Regions from separate parts of the Mus musculus genome. Here region 2 is linked to region 1. The links are chromatin contacts, called in public promoter capture Hi-C maps. All regions are on one chromosome and are shown on one strand. The core of a region is the stretch at or near the end of the contact, and the rest is flanking DNA. Distances in the headings are between cores, read along the strand shown.

What was found. Promoter capture Hi-C pulls out the DNA fragments that hold promoters and counts their contacts.
Region 2: a contact with region 1 is called in a promoter capture Hi-C map of embryonic stem cells, with 2.1 times the contacts expected there. The contact joins the enhancer-like site here to the promoter of Fbxw10 in region 1. A contact is called at or near these places in 11 of 39 promoter capture datasets (the 3T3-L1 cell line, the C10 cell line, cranial neural crest and 6 more), 1 of 15 datasets of contacts at CTCF or cohesin (the NIH/3T3 cell line), 3 of 115 datasets of contacts at active chromatin or transcription factors (all in embryonic stem cells) and 3 of 9 other capture datasets (adipose tissue, liver and macrophages).

The regions. Positions count from the first base shown.
Region 1 is chr11:62,845,006-62,849,024 of GRCm38.p6, reverse strand. Fbxw10 (F-box and WD-40 domain protein 10) reads right to left here and starts at 1,902. Exons shown (of 13, transcript NM_001033669.2): 1 at 1,230-1,902. The coding sequence starts at 1,743.
Region 2 is chr11:63,162,040-63,166,058 of GRCm38.p6, reverse strand. No RefSeq gene overlaps it. Among named protein-coding and RNA genes, the nearest start is that of Pmp22, 33 kb to the right of the region's middle. Within about 2 kb of position 2,273, at least 18 of the 459 cell types and tissues checked have an H3K27ac peak or open chromatin away from gene starts, as enhancers often do. A contact at or near this core is called in adipose tissue, where this site is marked.

The DNA.
Region 1 (4,019 bases), core at 653-3,152:
TTCTGACTCCTTCATTTGATCTCCACAGGCATATGACATACACTTGATGCACATACATACCCATAGGAAAAAACACAAAATACAAATAAATATATCAAAAAACCCCCCAAAACTAAAGAAACCAATCGGTTTCCTGTGTAAGGATCTAATTGCATCCTAGATTACCTAGCTTTGGCATTCCTTTAAAAATCATGCCTGTAATCTCAGGACTTGGAAGACTGAGGAGGAAAGGGCTTAAGTTTCTAAGCCAGCCAAGAAAAGCAAACCCTATCTGTGAAGCAGGGAGGGACTCATTAGTCTACAAGTTTGACCACAACTCAAATATCCTTCGGGACCAGGAATTACTCACCTTTCAGAGCTCAAACTTGAAAATTCCCCCTAGAGACCACCCCTCCCACTCTTTACCCACCTCTGGCTAAACCTTCTAGACCTTTGTAGGTCTCTGACCTCTGACCTCTGACCTCTCCTAATTGCAGGTCTCAGACCTCTCCTCTGCTTTCTTTTGCTGTCCAGAACCAGCCAGTCAAACACTTTCAACACTTTCCTGTCAATACCCAGGACCAAGAAGGTTCCCCGCTGGGTCCAGCAATGTCTGTCTATATAGCCAGAAACAGACAGCTTGACATGGTCTCAGACCAGCTGCTAGGCCAGGCTTTGGCAGAGGACCACAGTCTGGTTTTTTTTTTTTTTTGTTAATCTAATCTGTTTGGAGACTCAGGTGCAAACTATTGCTTATAAACTAGTACCCTGGGCAATTTTGGACTTTTAGCCACATTTGGCCTCTTAAAGTATCTTACTAAGATTTGGTTTCATGCTTAAGCAAGCGGCATGGTAAGATAAGACTTTTTTAAAGCTGTAAGTTTTGTTGTTTGGCCTGGTTTCTGCCCATGGCAGTTAAGAAACAAAACACAGCTTCCCTGTCACATCCCTCCTACCCTAGTGCAAGGAAGAAGTGACACCCGTTTGCAGTGATCTGGGCCCAAGGCAGGCAGGATACTGTTCAGTGCCGGGGTGAAAGCTCTGTCCTTCCTTCTGCTTTTCTCAGTGGACAGTTTTCTAGAATGAAGTACCACTCAGCAGCTCCTCCTTTGGTAAGTGATAGGATGTCAGGATAAGGTTCACAGTCCCATACCAGCCCTCTGGGCAGCCTCTGCCTTTCCAAGCCTGTCTGTCTGCACCTATGCCCCCTTCCAAGCCTGTGTCTGGTCTCTGGGGCCCTCTGCTCTCACCTGAAATACTGTTCCACTCTTTCATGAACAGGACTCTGATCACATTGGCAGCAGTGAGCAGTAAATTTGAGTCGCACATCTGCAGCAGCAAGAGAGTATAATTTGCCTTAGTTCGGTGGGTGCTGTTGCCAAACCAGTAGAGGATCTCCTTCATCTTCCGTTCCACCGTTTTATCCAACATCTGGTTCAAGGAGGACTTTACAACCTCCTCCTCCTTCCCCCCCTTCCTACTGAGTTTGATCCGAGACCTGTTGTAGATGAAGTCCTTCCCCTGGGTGGTCTCTAGGATATTCTGGAAATACTGTAACAAATACAGGCTATTTAACTGCCCCAAGATGCTGACTAGAAATCTCCTCTGGGATATGTCGTTGACCCTCCGGAACCACTCTTTGGTGGCAAAGATCTTCCATGCTAAGACACAGGCTTCACACTTCTGGCACACGGGGACCCAGTTGGGTCCCTTTTCACAACGAAAATAGGGGGCCTGCTTGAGTTTTGGTTCCCTGTTTTCCATGACTCTGAGATGACATTCAGTTCATTTAAACCTTGCCCGTTAGCAACCCCACCAAACACCAGAGGGACAGGGTAAGCAGAGAAATAGCCTTTTTGGAGCCTCTTCGGGATGAACATCTGGAGAAACCGTAAGGCACTGCGATGGATGGTAAACTGATCTGACCCAGAAACTGCCTGTAGAAGTCTGGCTTTTTGTACTGACTTCCTTAGAAACATGGCTTTACCGTAAATCTCCTAACCCTGGCACCACAAAAGTAGAGACAGTTGCTGTATATTCTGGAAGAGCTGGTCATCTTATTTCTATAGCAGCTATTCTTTTAACCAAATGTAAAACATAACATGGCCCATTTAAAAAAAATGTTAGCATCTTTCAGTTGCTGTTATTAAGGACTTTTAAATATTCATAAATACAGCTTAGGTGTAATCTTCTTACATTTGTGGCTGTTAGAGTCTATTCCAGTGCCCTGCATATTATATTCAGTCTCTGGTTATCGCCACAGTAAAAGCACCTGTCTTAACAATAATGTAAATTATTTAATTATTCAGGGCTAGCTGTGAATCCACAGGGAACCACTCTCTGGTGCAGAATTTTCAGTTGTCCTGAGGATATGTTGGGAGTTGACTTGTTGTGTAGACACAGTCAGCTGCCTACCCATGTAGCAGAAGGTCTCACCATAGCTTTGTAATGAAGACTGTGAAGTCTGGGGTATGGCTTCTGAGTCTGGGCCCCAGCCCAGCTGCCCATTGCTCTACGAACACCAGCAGGTTGTTTAATGTTCTTCAGTTTCCTTGTCTGAAAGTGGAGATGGGGATGCTTTCTGCTTCACAGAGGATGAAGTGAGACGCTGTACACACAGTACTTAGGATGGGTGGGAACTGAGACACTGTGCACACAACGCCAAAAAGACTGCGTATCATAGCACAGTGTAAGTTAGGGCAGTGTAAGCCCTCACTACACACTGTCTCTCTGTTGTCACTGTCACCACTGCTAGATTCTCCATTTATTCATCGAAGATGTGTTCTAAGACCCCAGAGGATGGCAAAAGCTACAAGGTAATATCAACCCCTAGATAATGTGTATTCCTTTAATAAATAAGGCTAAGTAAGAAAAAATTCAGCAATAACTGTCTTAGCTCCTGTTTCTATTGTTGTGCTAAACACCACGACCCGAAGCAACTAGGGAAGGAGAGGTCTTGTGATGCTCACACTTCCACATCTCAGCTTAGCATTAAAGGAAGTTGGGGCAGGAACCTGGAGGCAGGAACTGGTGTGGAAGCCATGGAGGAGCATTGCTTACTAGCCTGCTGGTGTGGATTGCCCTGGTGATGTTTGTATTTTGATGTTAATCCTGCTTCCTCGAGAGTTGTTGTCCCCACCCTGCCCCTGACAAGGACTCTGTTGATCTCACTGGACCTTTTCCCCATTCTAACTGGTCAAATAAAGGCTAGAGCCTATGATTGGGCAGTGCAAGGGAAAGGTGGGACAGGAGGTTTCAGAGGAAGGAGGAGGAGAGAAGACAGAGGAGGAGGAGGTGGAAGCCAATATGGAGCAGAAGCACATGGCCCGGAGAAGCTGCAAGCAGCAAGGGGTCTCATAACTAGAGAATAAGTTAGTATAGTGATAGATCTGCCCAATCTAGGCATATAGCTTATCAATATAACTGGGTTATATGTCTTTTATACAGGCTTATCGGGGTTAGAAATTACCGCAACAGCTTGTTCCTTGTGACTTGCTCAGCCTGCTTACTTTCTCTCTCTCTCACTCCCTCTCTCTTTTTCTTTCTTCTCTTTTCTTTTTGTTGTGTTTTGTTCTGATTTTTGAGACAATGTGAACTCTCTTTGCAAACCAGGCTGGCCTTGAACTCAGAGATCTGCCTGCCTCTGCCTCCCAAGTGCTGTGCACCACCAAGGCCTGGCTCATCTTGCTTTCTTATAGAACCCAGGACCACCTGCCCAGAGGTAGCCCCACCCATGGTGAGACTGGCCCTCCCACATCAATCATCAATCAAGAAAAATCTCCCAGTCCAGGCCAGTCTATTGGGAGCATTTTCTGAGTTGAAGCTCCCTTTTCCCATATGACTCCAGCTTGACATAAAACTAACCAGTACAGCAACAACCAAGCCTGAACTAGAACAATGCACCGTAATATGTGATGGAGCATGTGAGTGATACCTCTCTTTCCAAATATTACCGTTTTATAGGACGGTACTAGCTTCCTTTTTATAAAGTTACTATTTTGAAGTCAGGGTCTGGCTATGTAAGCCAAACTAGCCTCAAA
Region 2 (4,019 bases), core at 1,024-3,523, 320 kb before region 1:
TTCTGTGACATCTTCATGATGGCCCTCTTAGAAGTCATATGTGTGTATATGCATGTGTATGTGCACATATGTGTGTATGCATGTGTGTGTAGGCATATGCACATGTGTGTGCACCTGTGTGTATGCATAAACATGTGTGTGTGTGTGCACACACACACATGCGTGCATGCGTGCGTGTATTCTCTTAGAATGGACAGCACTTGTCTGAAGTTTCACATAATGTAATTTCAGCTACTTTTTGTCAACAGCAATCTAGAAATATTAAATGAAAAATTCTGGAAATGAAAACATCATGCATTTTTAATTAGTTGCCACTCTGAGTCATGTAATGAAATCTAACAGTGCATGGCTCTGTCTCTTCTGGGATACAAATTTGTCTTTTGTCCAGCATATCCACTCTGTATATCTTACCCACCTGCAAGTCACTTGGAGTCATCCTCATTGTCACTACATTCATCCTATGATCACAGTACTTATTTTCAAATATCCTTACACGATGGCCTGACTGTACTTCACATCCATTTACTGTGTCCTACCATGTAGGCATCACTATCACACATCGATAAGAAAAGCTGAATATGGTACAAAATGATATAGAGCCTAAAATTCATGCAACTTTTGTTATACTACATTACCATTGTTTAATCACATTATAATTAATGTCGTACTATACATAATTTACAATGTAAACTTTGTCATGGGTACATATTTACAGGAGAGAACAGCATAGGATACAGTAGTCTGGTAATGCCTTCGAGTGTCCACTAGGGGTCTCGGGCCACTATTCCCCACGAAAAGACTACTATGCACATACCAGCTTTATTTCCAAAGTGCATTGCACGAGCTGTACTTCTCGCTTTCCTTTTCACATCTTGTAGTTTTTATATGTGAGAAACTAGATATTTCTTTGTATACTATAGAATCTGTGAGTAGAGAGCCCACTCTTTCACCACTTAGAGCTTCTGGCCATTGTTTCCTTGTTTGTTTATTTAGTGACTGGCTGAATTATTTTGATGAGTCTGTATCTTGCCTATTGTACTTTGGATATAAAATGTCATCATTCCCCAGTCCACAAGCCTCATGTGTTGAAGCCTCAGTTCCCAGTTGGTGGCACTATTGGAGGGTGACTGAACCATATGGGCCCTAACTTCGTCAATAGATCAGCCCACAGATGAATCCACAGCTATCTGGACCATTAGAAAGTGAGGCCTGGTTACAACAAAGAGGTCATGGGTACTATGGCTTTAAAGGATATATCTTGTCCCCTGTCTCCAATTTCTCCTTCTTTGCTTCCTGTGGCAAGAGGGTGTGGGGAGAAAGTTATTATCAAGATTAACATAAAGAGAAGCCAATTGGTAGAGAAAGGTCAGAAGCCCTTTCTCACCTGTTTCATACAACACATGGAGCATACTCAAGAAAATCCGCAGCATACAGACATGGCTAAAGAGGCAGGTGCTGTGGAGGGATCCTACACAGCATCATGTGGCTTGTAGCCTAGAACTTTTGGGCTTTCCCCCTCAGTCTTCTGGGCCAGCCCCCATTCTCAGGCATGTTCTCCCATTCATAAGCCACTACCTCTAGTCCTACTTCTAACCACGTGTCCCTGGTCCAATTCTTTGCTGCTGATCACATGAGCCTGGATACTTCAGCAGGTTTCCAAGACTCCAACCCACACCTGAAACCCTCTTGCACAACTCTCCTGCCCTGATAATTCTTCCTCAGCAAAGGCCTGGACTAGTCACAATCAATCCAGCCAGCCATGAACAGAAACCTCGGAAACTGGGCCCAAATAAGCCAGTTTTTCAGTGACAGAAAGTTACCACCACAATGTTCCACCCCCAGTGTTCTTCAGAGAGGCACAGCTTGGGTGTGTCCATAGGCGCCCATGTTGTCAGTGGTTTGGAAGGACTCTCCTCTGTCCCTTACCACACCCACTTGTCAAATTCTACTCATTACCAAATGAACCCACTACTGTTTCCAACGATGTCCTGGGCCGTAAATTGTTCTACAAAGAACTCACCCAGATTCTGACTCCTTTGAAAGAACACTCTGCATTGTCAGGGTTTGGCTGGATTCAGACCCACAGCCCCCCTCTCTGTATGTGAGTTTGGTTTTTCCTCACAGGACCAGGGTGCCCACGTTTCCTTTGCATCTTGGATTATTCCCAGATGTCTTTGCCATAACCTTCCTTTTCCTTCATAGTCCCTTTGGACTTCAATTTCTTCACTCTGAGGCAAATGGCCATTTCCTTGGGGACAGTTTAAGAGCTGTTTGCTCCTTGGCCCATTTTCCCGTCGCCGTGGCATTCTGGGAGCCAAGGCTCTGGCGTTTGGAGTAAGAGCAGCAGCAAGCTTCCCTCAAATGTCTCCTCATCAATGCTGAGTCAGGGGCCTTGAAGGGCAAACTCCTATATTAATGTCTTCAATGAGACTTCCTATTTATTTTCGGTTAAATCCCCACGACATGACATCCCACGACATGACATGAGGCTATCCAGAGGCATTAGGTCCACCACTGTAGTTTAATCTTAAACAGTGTTCTGTAATCTTGAGCTAATTATAAGAACCTGAAACAAAACCATTCTCCATCTTCTTAAATTAACACCTTTAAGCTGAGAGGGGTGAGCTAGGATGTAACCAACTGAGCATGCTCAGAAATGTGCCCACCAATGCTTTGTTTCAATTGTTTAGACTCTCAGCATAAAATCTCAATGCTTCATTTCTTGAGGGAAGGCACTGCTTTGGAAACAGCTCCTAAGAGCTCCTTATTTGCTTCAGGGAATCCATCATTCCCTACCTCATGCCTTGGTCATGCTCAGTTCAGCTTTTCTCTCATCAAAGGATCAGCCCACTGCTCTCAGTTAGAGGCTCTGTCTTCCTGGTTGAAACAGGACAAGAACGAGCAGGACCCAGTAATCATAGCGCAGAGTTCCTGTGCCTTTGCCTAAAAGGTGAGCCTGCCTAAGAAAAAGAAGCCCTATCTCACACTGTACTAAGCTGGGGCTGGATCTCAGGAGTGGGTAGGAGGGTAGGATGAGAGATGCCAAGGACCAGCTCCCCAGGGAAGAAAGCTCATTGGCTAGATGCTGGGAGGTGGAGCCCTGTGTTTGGCTCTTACAGTTTAGTGTTTTCTTAGTCTCAGTGAACTGGGATAAGGGGGTATGAGAGAGCAATCTTGATTTGAACAGCAGATTCTTCAACTTTCACCAAAATTTCTTGGCTGTTTTATGTAAATTTTCTTGCTATCTGCTTGGTACCATCTGCAGGGTGCTATTTTCTGGTGTGACCGAGGAGTGATCTGGTGGAGATCCTTGCCCTGTGGACTAGAAGCCAATCTCTGCTCCTTCCAAGCTTAGTGCTGAAGGTTAGGGAAGGAAAAATTCTGCGAAATTACAGCCAGGTTGTGCTCAAGGTGCTCTCTGAGCAGGTGGTTAAAGATTTCTGTGTGTTTGGGTGTGTCTCCCAAAGGGTCAGAGCCCCAGAACAGCAATTTTCAGAGTGTCAGAACCTTAGATGGTAGAGTCTGGGGGAAGGTGATTATGTCTCCTGAGGCATTACCGTGTCAACCAACAAAATGCTGGTCATGATCGGTGATCAGCCCTCAAGACAGCTGGTTGCCATAAAGTAAGGCCATACTACATACTCACCCCTCCCCCTTTTATGTGGTCATTTGCCTTTCTAACAGGATGTGGTCCAGCTGTGGGACCATGACCATAGGCAACACAAATAGGATTACCCAGTTTTACAGTTCAAACTAAATAAATCTCTTTTCTTTATGAAGTACCCAGGCTCAAGTATTTGTCACAACGTCAGACTAAGACAAAATTGCATAATGCAGAATGGCATGTAGTGCTTAGGGTTGGACACCATATCCCCCAGTACCCAATCTGCTGTGCATAAGATCCTAGATCAGGCTCAGCAGACTGCAGCAGACAGGTCAGCAATGAGACTGTCCCAGGATGGAAGGGCCATCCAAGCCTTCCAAGGTAACTAGTGACAGAAAAGCCATTTCTAGCATCT